2 separate regions of the Ovis aries genome follow, and region 2 is linked to region 1. Evidence: chromatin contacts called from public Hi-C data. All regions are on one chromosome and are shown on one strand. Each heading gives the region's core, a stretch centred on a gene start, on an enhancer-like site or on the middle of the called end of the contact. The rest is flanking DNA. Distances are from core to core; before and after follow the strand shown. Region 1 has its middle 120 kb from the start of TRNAI-AAU. Region 2 holds the start of KLF3 (KLF transcription factor 3).

The links. A called contact is a pair of places that touch in the nucleus more often than the background predicts.
Region 2: a contact with region 1 is called in a Hi-C map of hypothalamus, with 2.0 times the contacts expected there. The contact joins the promoter of KLF3 here to the enhancer-like site in region 1. A contact is called at or near these places in 2 of 16 Hi-C or Micro-C datasets (hypothalamus and retroperitoneal adipose tissue).

The regions. Positions count from the first base shown.
Region 1 is chr6:58,486,903-58,491,892 of ARS-UI_Ramb_v3.0, reverse strand. No RefSeq gene overlaps it. Among named protein-coding and RNA genes, the nearest start is that of TRNAI-AAU, 120 kb to the left of the region's middle. Within about 2 kb of position 2,687, at least 15 of the 54 cell types and tissues checked have an H3K27ac peak or open chromatin away from gene starts, as enhancers often do. A contact at or near this core is called in hypothalamus, where this site is marked.
Region 2 is chr6:58,643,890-58,648,879 of ARS-UI_Ramb_v3.0, reverse strand. It overlaps KLF3 (KLF transcription factor 3), which reads right to left and starts at 2,064. Exons shown (of 6, transcript XM_015096439.3): 1 at 1,783-2,064. LOC121819827 (a long non-coding RNA gene) reads left to right here and starts at 785. Exons shown (of 2, transcript XR_006060146.2): 1 at 785-881; 2 at 1,007-1,748.

The DNA of each region.
Region 1 (4,990 bases), core at 1,438-3,937:
CTAGTAAGTGCTAGACAAAGTGATAGGCGATATTATATATAGATCTATAAGATAGATAGATCTGGATCTTTATATAGTGACAGAGAATACTCTGCCAAGACCTTAGCTCATGTTTACCATACTCTCCAAGGCATTTCCAGCTCAGCATGACGCCTAACACATAGTTTACACTTAATAAATATTTGCTAAAAAAAGAATGAGTTTCTTACAAAATTAAATGTAATTTTACTCTATGATCCGATCACATTACTTGGTATTTACTCAAAGAAATGGAAAGTCCATGTCTTCACAAACACCTACACATGGATGTTTGTAGGAGCTTTCTTTATACTCGCCAAAACTTGGAGGCAACCAAGATATCCTTCAACAGGGAGATGGATAAATTTGGTACAGTCAGACAATGGAATATTATTTAGTGCTAAAAAGAAGTTGGACCATAAAGAAAGCTGTGTGCAGAAGAATTGATGCTTTTGAACTGTGGTGTTGGAGAAGACTCTTGAGAGTCCCTTGGACTGCAAGGAGATCCAACCAGTCCGTCCTAAAGAAGATCAGTCCTGGGTATTCATTGGAAGGACTAATGTTGAAGCTGAAACTCCAATACTTTGGCCACCTGATGCGAAGAGCTGACTCATTTGAAAAGACCCTGATGCTGGGAAAGATTGAAGGCAGGAGGAGAAGGGGACGACAGAGGATGAGATGGTTGGATGGCATCACTGACTCGATGGACATGAGTTTGGGTAAACTCTGGGAGTTGGTGATGGACAGGGAGGCTGTGCTGTGGTTCATGGGCTCGCAAAGAGTCAGACAAGACTGATGACTAAACTGAACTGAAAAAGAAGTGAGCTACCAAGCTATGGCAAGAAAGGGAGGAAACTTCAATGCATATTCCTAGGTGAAAGAAGCCAACCTGAAAAGGCTACATATTGTATGATTTCCATTCTGGAAAAGGCAAAACTACAGAGACAGTAAAAGACCAAGGGGAGAGCTGGAGGGAGGACTAGGTGGAGCACAGAGGATTTTAGGGCAATAAAAATATTCTGTATGATATGATAATCGTAGGTTCAGATTATGCATTTGTCCAAACCCGCAGAGTGAATAACTCCAAGAGTGAAACCTAATGTAAACTATGGACTTAAAGTGCTGTGATGTGTTAATGTAGGTTCATCAGTTGTAACAAATGTACCACTCTGGCGGGGGATGTTGTTGGTGGGGGATGTTGTTAATTGGGGAGGCTGTGCACGTGGGTGGGCAGGGGGAATATGGGAAATCTCTTCCCCTCAATTTTGCTGTGAATCGTACACTACTTTAAAATACGGTTTAACTTAAAGATAGAATAACCAAGTATGTAAATATGTAAGTGACACTATAGGAAAGTGTATTTACCAGTAGGATGGAAGAAAGCGCAGCCTATGAAATGGCACAGAAGAGTCTCCCAGAGGTTCCTATTAGACTTTGAGTCAGAAAAGGGGAGAGAATTTTTTTCTGAAGATCAAATATTCTGTTGTATAAACCAGTCATTTCTTTCGGTCCCCCAAACAATCTTGCTTAAGCTCTAGGCAAAGAATAGCCGCAGCCTACAGCTCAGATATTACCTACAGTTTCCTATTTGTCACTGTCGCAATTCCTGGCCCTAATTGCTCCATCCTGTCTGATCAGAGTTCATTCTCGAGACAGCCTGACTTCTTAAGTGAATGTCCACGTTTACCCTGGAACAGCAGGCACTTCCTGGCAGGCTCCTTCCAGACAAGGAGCCTCTGTTCGCCTTGGGACTGGGGAGGAAACAGCCTCTGACTGTCCCAGCTGGTGAGTGAGGAGCCCCAGCCCTGAGACAGCAGACTTTACATACATATTTTTGAGCCGTGGATGGGAAGCAAACCAATGGGTTATGATGCCAGCCTTTTAAAAAAGTAGCACCCAGCAGTAGTGTTCACAGGCTAGCTTTTAGGACAACAGAAATGCCTATCTACCAGGAATTCCTTTTCAGTGGTAGAGAGTTTGCAAAGGTGCGTCCTCTCTGAATAAAGAGCTTCTGACAGGAGCTCATGCTGAAAAAATGGTGGAGTACGTTCATGGTTATCTGCTACTTTGGAGGCAGTGTTTATATACGGCTTCAGGCCTTTAAAAACACTGTATATAATTTTGAGACTAGTTTACTTGGCTTCTATTTAAAAAAAGAAAAAAGAAGAAGAGGAAGAAGATAACTCATGTTTCTGCCTGACTTTGGGGTTAGTAAATTGAATGTGGCGGGCTTGTGGTCTTTGGTCTGCTCAGCGAAATAGATTCAAATCCCCACTTTGAATCAGCTTTTGCCTGCCTTGGGGGTCAAACTGAGGCCTTTTGTTAGGGGGCATCCCAAGTAGGGGGAGGGCCAAGGAGGTGGAGGAATGACAAGTATTATAGGATTGTAGGTGGTATTGTCTCACAAGCAAGCTCCTACAACCAAACGCCTTTCTTCTTCGGTTGAGGGGAAGCTGGATGAAGCAGGAGAGTGAGCTCTGGGGGCTGGGGTGAAGGGAGGAGAGGTGAGAGGGGCAGTGTAGCCCCTGAGACCTGCCTACCCCTCCCTACTACAGCCCCACCCCCACCCCTCACCCCATCGCCTTTCTGCTGATCCAGAGAGGGACCACAGTGACACGCTTTGCCGGAACAGAGCGCTAACTGGCAGTGGCCTGCTTGAGCTGAGGCTATTTTCTAAGCCACTCACTAATCAGAAGTGACTGAGGCTCTGAAGAGAATACAGCCCAGCCTGGGTTCCACCCTCCATGCTAATGAAGAAGGCAGTGAGGTGGATAATTAAGGGCAGTGATGTGAATAATTCCACACTGATAATCCAGAGGTAATGAAATGCATTATGAGTTTTGGGGACAGCAGATTTCCTTTACCAGCCGAGGCTGTTTCATGATAAAATGAACTTGCTTTTTCTGAGCCCAGAGCAGCTGACTCTGGGAGGAGCCATCCTGGGATTCAGGATTCAGGCAGCCATTAAAAACGTTTAAGAAGCCTGCATAGCCATACAGGGAAACGTGTGTGATGAGCTTTTAAGTGAGAAAATGAAGAAGTGTGCAAAGTAAGTATTTTGGACAATCACAGCCAGGTACAAAACAAACAAAACTAATACCAAGCAAACCGTTACATGCAAAGAAGAAAGACTAAAAGGAAATACACCAGAATATTAACAATAGTTAATGTAAGTTAAGTAGTGGGACCGCAGAGATTGCTTTTATTCTTCTCTCTGTCAATTTTCTCTTAATTTTACATTAAGTTAAATTATTTCCTTAATGAAAAAAAAGAATGTACTAAAAAAAAAAAAAAAAAAAAAAAGGCCTGGCAGAATTCTTCCCCAGAATCGACACTGGAGAAGCAACTCTGATGCAAATTTTCTGACTAACGCGGATGGGTGTCCAGGCTAGAATTCACTGCACAAGCTGTTCCAGGTCCCGGCAACCCTCTTCTGGATGAGAACATTTCTTCTGTCAAATTCAGACTGTATATGAATCTCGCTGGCCCTGCTTCTCTGAGAATTGAAGAGATGTTTTCAGTGGCACTGACTCTTTGGCTACACAGTCTTGGTGTAACCAATTCCTACCATACTTAGTGGAACCTTCTCCTGCTGCTGCTGCTGCTGCTAAGTCACTTCAGTCGTGTCCGACTCTGTGCGACCCCATAGACGGCAGCCCCGTCCCTGGGATTCTCCAGGCAAGAATTATGTTTCTTTCCCCAGTTTTCTGGTTTACAGACTCTTTTGGAAAATAACACTATCATATTAAATGTATTTCTTATTTCACAAAGTCATGGGACCGTGGGTCTTATAGTAGGTATCCAGGAGATGACTTGTTATTCTTCACTCTTACTAATAAGACAGATGTGGGAGAGCTGGTAGCAAATTCTTTGTTTCATTAAGGTTTTTAATTAACAAAGAGGCTCTGACAGCCAAAATAAAAGCCATACTTCCTTCTACAAATGTTTGGGTGTTAAAACAAAATCCTCAGGGACCCTCTGAATGCTCATTCTTACAACGTTGCTTTTGGCACTCGATCTGCCAGATGTTTATGCTGCTGTTGGCCAGGACCTTCTTCAGGGTGGGGTGGATGCATTGCTGGAGAGTTAAGGTCCCACAGTCTGATGGAGTTGATTGCATTACTTAGTGCAATTTTATATCATCCAGATTTTCCAGTCTTGTCCTCTTAACACCTGAATTTGTGCTAATGTTTCATCATTTCATACAACCTGGAAAATGAGGACAAGGATACCTTTAGTTATTCAGAGAATTAAATGAAACGTGTGAAGTGATCAGCACAGTGTTGAGCAGACAAATTCTGTACTGTACCCATCAGTCAGGTGTGTGTGAGTTATGGTGCTCACGTGGAGGAAGCCAAAGTGCTCACAGTGCTCACAGCCCCTCCTGAGCACGGCCCTGTGGAGTGCTGTGAAGTACTTATGTAGTTCCTTATGTAGTATGGAGGCTGTAACAGGGTTTTTAAATTTTCTTTTTTGGGGTGGTGGGATAGTTTTTGAGGGATGATGATCCAAGAGCTTAGTGGGGAGAAACATAAACCTTTGGGTATGTAGAATACAAAGTTGGAAACAGTCATAAAAGGGAAATTCTGAAACAGAAGCTTAAAGGGGCTTTACTGTTTCTTCTTTTGAAACACACCACTGAATAGCGTGTCTTCAGCATCCCGCAGCATCTCCCCGGGACAGACTGAGGAGAAGGTTAGAGCAAGGCTCCAATTCTTCCAAATTCGCTTTTTATGTGTTAATGTATTCTTGAGTGTGGGCTAAACCGCTTCAGCCCTGTTTGATTCTTTGCGACCCAGGCTCCCCTGTCCATGGGATTCTCCAGGCGAGAATACTGAAGTAGGTTGCTGTACCCATGTCTCCTGTATGTTCTGCCTTGGTAGGCGGATTCTTTATCACTAGTGCCACCTGGGAAGCCCATTAACGTATTCTTAGTTAAATGCATTTACTGATATTTGCTTCTAAGAAGTGC
Region 2 (4,990 bases), core at 815-3,314, 160 kb before region 1:
GGTTCTGTGGTCTAAGCAGTTAGTTTTGTTCTTCTCACGTTAAGGATTTTCATACTTGCATTTTCCTTCAGGCAGGTAGAATGCTCCTTATAGTCTATTTTCACTGACCTCACCCATGGTACATTAGGCTGCTTTTTTCTAACAGTTCTGCAGCAAACCCCACTGACTGTAGAAATTGAGATATCAGCTTCTTTAGGGAACTGAATGAAATTAAACATCCCATTTAAGGTTTCTGTGAACAGAACAAAGTCAACTTCCATACCTCATGTTTCAAGCCACAGAAGAAACACATCCACTCTTTAAAAAATACTACTAACTCACAAAATTTTCAAGATGTTAGTGTCATAAAAATTTTTTCCCCTAAAAGCAAGTCTTCTCTTGGGTTATGCAGATTATCATCCGGATGAATTTCTCTTTTAAAAATGCTCCTCAAATTCATACATATAAAGCACTCAGAAAAGGACAGCACAAAACTGTTCTGTGAAGTAACCTATAATGAACAACTGCCTTATACCCTACTTGATTTTGTTTAATAATTAGACACCAAATCTAAATGAAGTCAGAATACCACTTCACACTTCTCTATACACCAGACTCTTCTGAGAATATAATCAATATGTTTAAAATGTCTTGGATGACCTATCGAAAAATACATTCTGAGTTAGTAAAAAACAAATTCAGTGTACAATGTTTATTTTAGTGAAATACAAGAAGGTGAGCAATTACCAATTTCCCTTTAACCTGGCTTAGGGAAAAAAAGTCCCATTCACACGGTCTTCATCTAGTTTTATATACTGCTGTAAAAGTGGAATACTGTTCTCGCTTTTATCTGCCAGAGAAGTAGCTATGACAATTCCAGGTATTGTCTGCTATCTCCAAAGGTAGGTCCCAAGCGTCCAGGTCCAGAGATCCCTCCCTCGGCCCCCACCCGGCTCGGGGCCCTAACACTGCAGGCAGTCGCCTAAGGCGTTCTTCGCCTCCAGCCACGCTGCAATCCTTCCTCCAGACACTGCGGCAGGTTCTCTCCTTGCACCCGAGGACGACTCTCCAAACCCGGCCAGCTCTTTCCCCTGCCCTCAGGGATCCAGACGCCCTGGCCAGCTCCTGGACTCCAGGACCGAGAATGGGATGCTCCCTCCACTCCCGATCGCCCCAAGTTTCTTCCCAGAGGGCCCGCCAGGCTGCTCCAAGTTTGCTCCGGCGACGGGTGAGCGGCAGCGCGCCCGGTCCGAGAAGGGGGGCGGCAGGGGGCGCAGGCGGGGGGCGGGGAGAGGGAGGGTGCGGGAGGTGGGGGACGAGGAGGGGGAGGAGCAGGAGCGCGCGGCCTCGGCGCTACCTTTCTCCAAACAACGTTGCCACACGCGGAGAACACTAAGATTTCTGGGGCTTTGGAGGGAATCGCGAGCGGGCAGGCGGGAGGCGGTCGGGGGACCACACAGGTGAGCCCCCGCCCGCGCCCTATCCCGGGCCGCGGCGGGCGCCGCTGGCCTTGCTCGTCGCTCCCGCAGATCTGCACGGCGGTTCTCCCCAATCCTACACTTTCCACCGCGGAACCCGGGGGCCCCCTCCCCCTCGCCTCCTCTTCCACCCCCGCCCCCGGCTGCGCGGAGCTGTTGCACTTTCCCAAGCCCGGGGGCGCCCCCACCTCCGCGCTGCACCCCCAGCCCATTCACCGCACGTCGCCCCCCTACCCGGGAAAAAAAAAAAAGGAAACTGGACTAGCCGAAAAGGGGGGCAGCGGGAGTCGGGGCGAGAAGGAAAGGTGAGCGAGAGGGGACTTACTTTTCGAGGCGCGGTGCTGAGCGCTGCAGGCGAGAAATAAAGGCCCGGATCCGGGCTGCCTGGAACCCCGCGGATGCAGAGGTGTCAGCGCTCCAGTACGGGCGGCGGCCGCAGGGGACAGGGACGGGGACAGGCGCGCGTGCGGCGGGCGCGGCTCGGCTCGGCGGGCGCTCGCGCTGCGCTCCGGCTAGGGCCCGGGCTCCGCGCGGCTCCGCTCCTGGCTCCCCTCTGGCTCCTGGCACCAACTCCGGGCAGTCACATGACGCCGGCGCCGCTCGCTCTGCGAGCCTCCCAGGGCTGGCGGGGTAAGTAGAGGCTGGGACCCGGGGTGGGAGGGTCAGGGAGGGGAGAGGGAGCCGCCGCGGCCGCCCGGGCTGGGCGGGTCCCCACCCACTTGGGTGGAGGCAGCCGCCGGAGGGGTCGGCCGAGTCACTCGCGCAAACACGCACCCCGCCCTGCGCCCTTCCCCCGCCACCCCCGCCTCCCGCGCCGCCTCCGCCCCGCCCCGCCCAGTCACCCGGGGAAGGCCTGACAGACACTCATTATTCCCCGGAGCCGGGCGCCGCCCCGCCGGCCCAACCTGTCCCGCGAGGCGCGGCGCGGCCGTGGGGCTGGGCGTGCGCGGCCCCCGCCCTCCGCCTCCCCCTCCCCCCCGGAGTCCCCGCCCGCGCCCCCTCCCGGCGCCCTCCGCCCTCGGCCCTGGAGCGCGCGGCCCAGCCCGGCCCGGCCCCGCCGCCGCGCCGCCGCCCGAGCCCGGGGGGAAGGAAGGGCGGCGCTGGCCGCTCCGGGCGTCACAGGGCAGCAGCCCGCTGCGCCGCTTCCAAGACACACAGCCGGGCTCGCGGGCGAGCCGAGGCGGGGGCCCTGAGGCGGTCGGGGCCATCAATCAGACGGCTCCGGCGGGAAGGGCGGCCCCGGGCGCGGTGGGAAGGGCTGGGCCCAGTGGCCAGAGCGGACAACTCTCTTAAAGAAAAACCAGAAAAAGACACCGCTGGTGTTGCAGCGGGTGGACCCGGGCAGATTCGGGAGAGACAGAGCGGCGAGAAAAGGGAGGGCAGTTGGGGTGACTGCAGCCCTAAAACGGTGCCGCGTCTCCAAGGTCATTCACCATCCTCCAGCGCGCTTTCTTTGTGCCCGGGGCGCCGGGTCCCCCTTGTCGTCCGCCCCGGGGGGGAGGTGCGGCCCGGCCGGTGGCGCCCCCGCCTCCCGGGGACTTTTCTTTGAGGGCCCGAATACCCCCGAGCAAACTTCCCACGGCCGGGCCTGCAGCTGGAGCGAAACGGCGACCGGGCGCAGAGGCGTTTGCTCAGCCGGGCTTGTCGAAAAACTTGGCAAACTTCAGATCCTCCTGCTTCGAGGGAGACCTTGGGGCGAGCCGAGGGCTAAGAGTGGCGACATTTCCTTACAAGTCGCCTCCCCAGGACCGAGGGCGAACGTTCTCGGGGGCCTTCCCAGGAGCCAGGCCCCCGGGAGGACTTTGCAGAGCTTGGTACCCAAGTTTAATGCTTTTTGAGTTTCTTTTTAAACAGTATTAATGTAATAAAGAATGCAATAAAAAAAGAACAAAAGACAAATTGGTTCAATTGTTTTAGTCCTGTGCACTGTTTAAAAACGCCCCTGCTGCAGTCTATGGCTTGTTATTGCTTCAAGATGTTTTAAAGGCCCTTTAAGTTCACCATTTTCACTTTGATGCTTCATCCAGGCATGGTACTACTTAAAACATAGAGATACCGTATATTCGGAACCCCAGCGTGTAACTACACAATATTATAAAATTAGTACCGGGAAACCTCAAGTAGTGAAATTGCTTATTGTAAAAAAAAAAAAATGCATATACATAAAAGACCACGTGGAAAATACCCAGAACTGACCCCAGTTCATGTGCCATCCTACTGTCCCATAAAATTAATCTTTAAAATGTAAAAGGATGAGGGTTTTTGTTTTGTTTTTCTTAGTGAATAAAGACATGTGCAAGGAAAAAAGTTGGATTTGTGTCAGTTACTAATCGCAACTTATTGATCATTGACATCATTAAAAGTCTGATCGGATGCCTTAGATTTGTATTAGCTGAAAAAACATTAGTGACGACTGATGAACTTGTTTTGCATTTCCATGCCTGGTTCATAGTTGAGACTCAAAAAACACAGGCTTCACTCAAGGGACAGAGAATGATGAAAACCTGAAGAGTGAAGTAGTCTATCTGAAAAAAAAGCGTTATTCAAGATTAAGTAGGGAGTGTCTTTGATGTGAAAGATGCAAGAGGGAAGAGAAAGTTGTAAAAAGGTTAATTAATGAACACACCATGCTCAGTGCCCTGTGGGAGACTGCTCAAACATAACTTGCACAAAAATGAATCCATCCAGTGACTGACACCACCATCTCTCCAGGTGCCCAAACCAGAGCTGCCTGAAGTCATCCTTAACTCCTCTCCTCCCTTGCTGGCCACAGCCCTGCGGTTCACTCAATCCCAGACCTCCTCAGTCCCCACCCACTCCTTGGCTACCACCCAGTCCAACCCATTCCCACAGTGTCTTGTTGGTCATCCTGTTTGCAGCGTGGCTGAACTTTTAAGTTAGGGATTGGAGCAAAGGATTAAGACTGCCTTTTTCTAAAAGGCAAACCTAAACATGTCAAACCCTTCAGTGGCTTCTCTGCTGATAAAATCTGAGTTTAGCCTCCATATTGACCTGGCCTCCACTTACTATTGTAAACTCATTTCTCCCTGTTCTCCCCTTCCACTCTTTTCTCCAACACTTTCCTTTCTTCCAGCTCACTCTCTCCACCTCTGGCCCTTTGCATATGCTCATTTTTTTCTAGATGGACTAGCCTCAGCTTCTCCCGGACTCCTTACCTCCACTCTCGTTTCTCTACATTTCTATTCATCCTCTAAATAAATATTAAATTTATTTAGTTATTTAGTTAAATTTATTATTTAATAGATAAATATTAAATGACATTTTCAATAGCATGTCTTTTCTTACTGCTATCCCTTTGGACAAGTGGAGGCGGCTCCTTAGTGCTCTGAGAGCACCCAGGCTTCACCTCTTGTTAACACTTTTTATTCTTTCTTGTAATTGACTATTTAACTCTTTACAGCACTGAACTAGAAACTCTGTGAGGGCATGGGCCGTGTCTTTTTAGCAAAATTGTATCCCAATGACTCAGATGCTCGATGAATATTTGTAAAATGAATAAATGTGAGGCATGA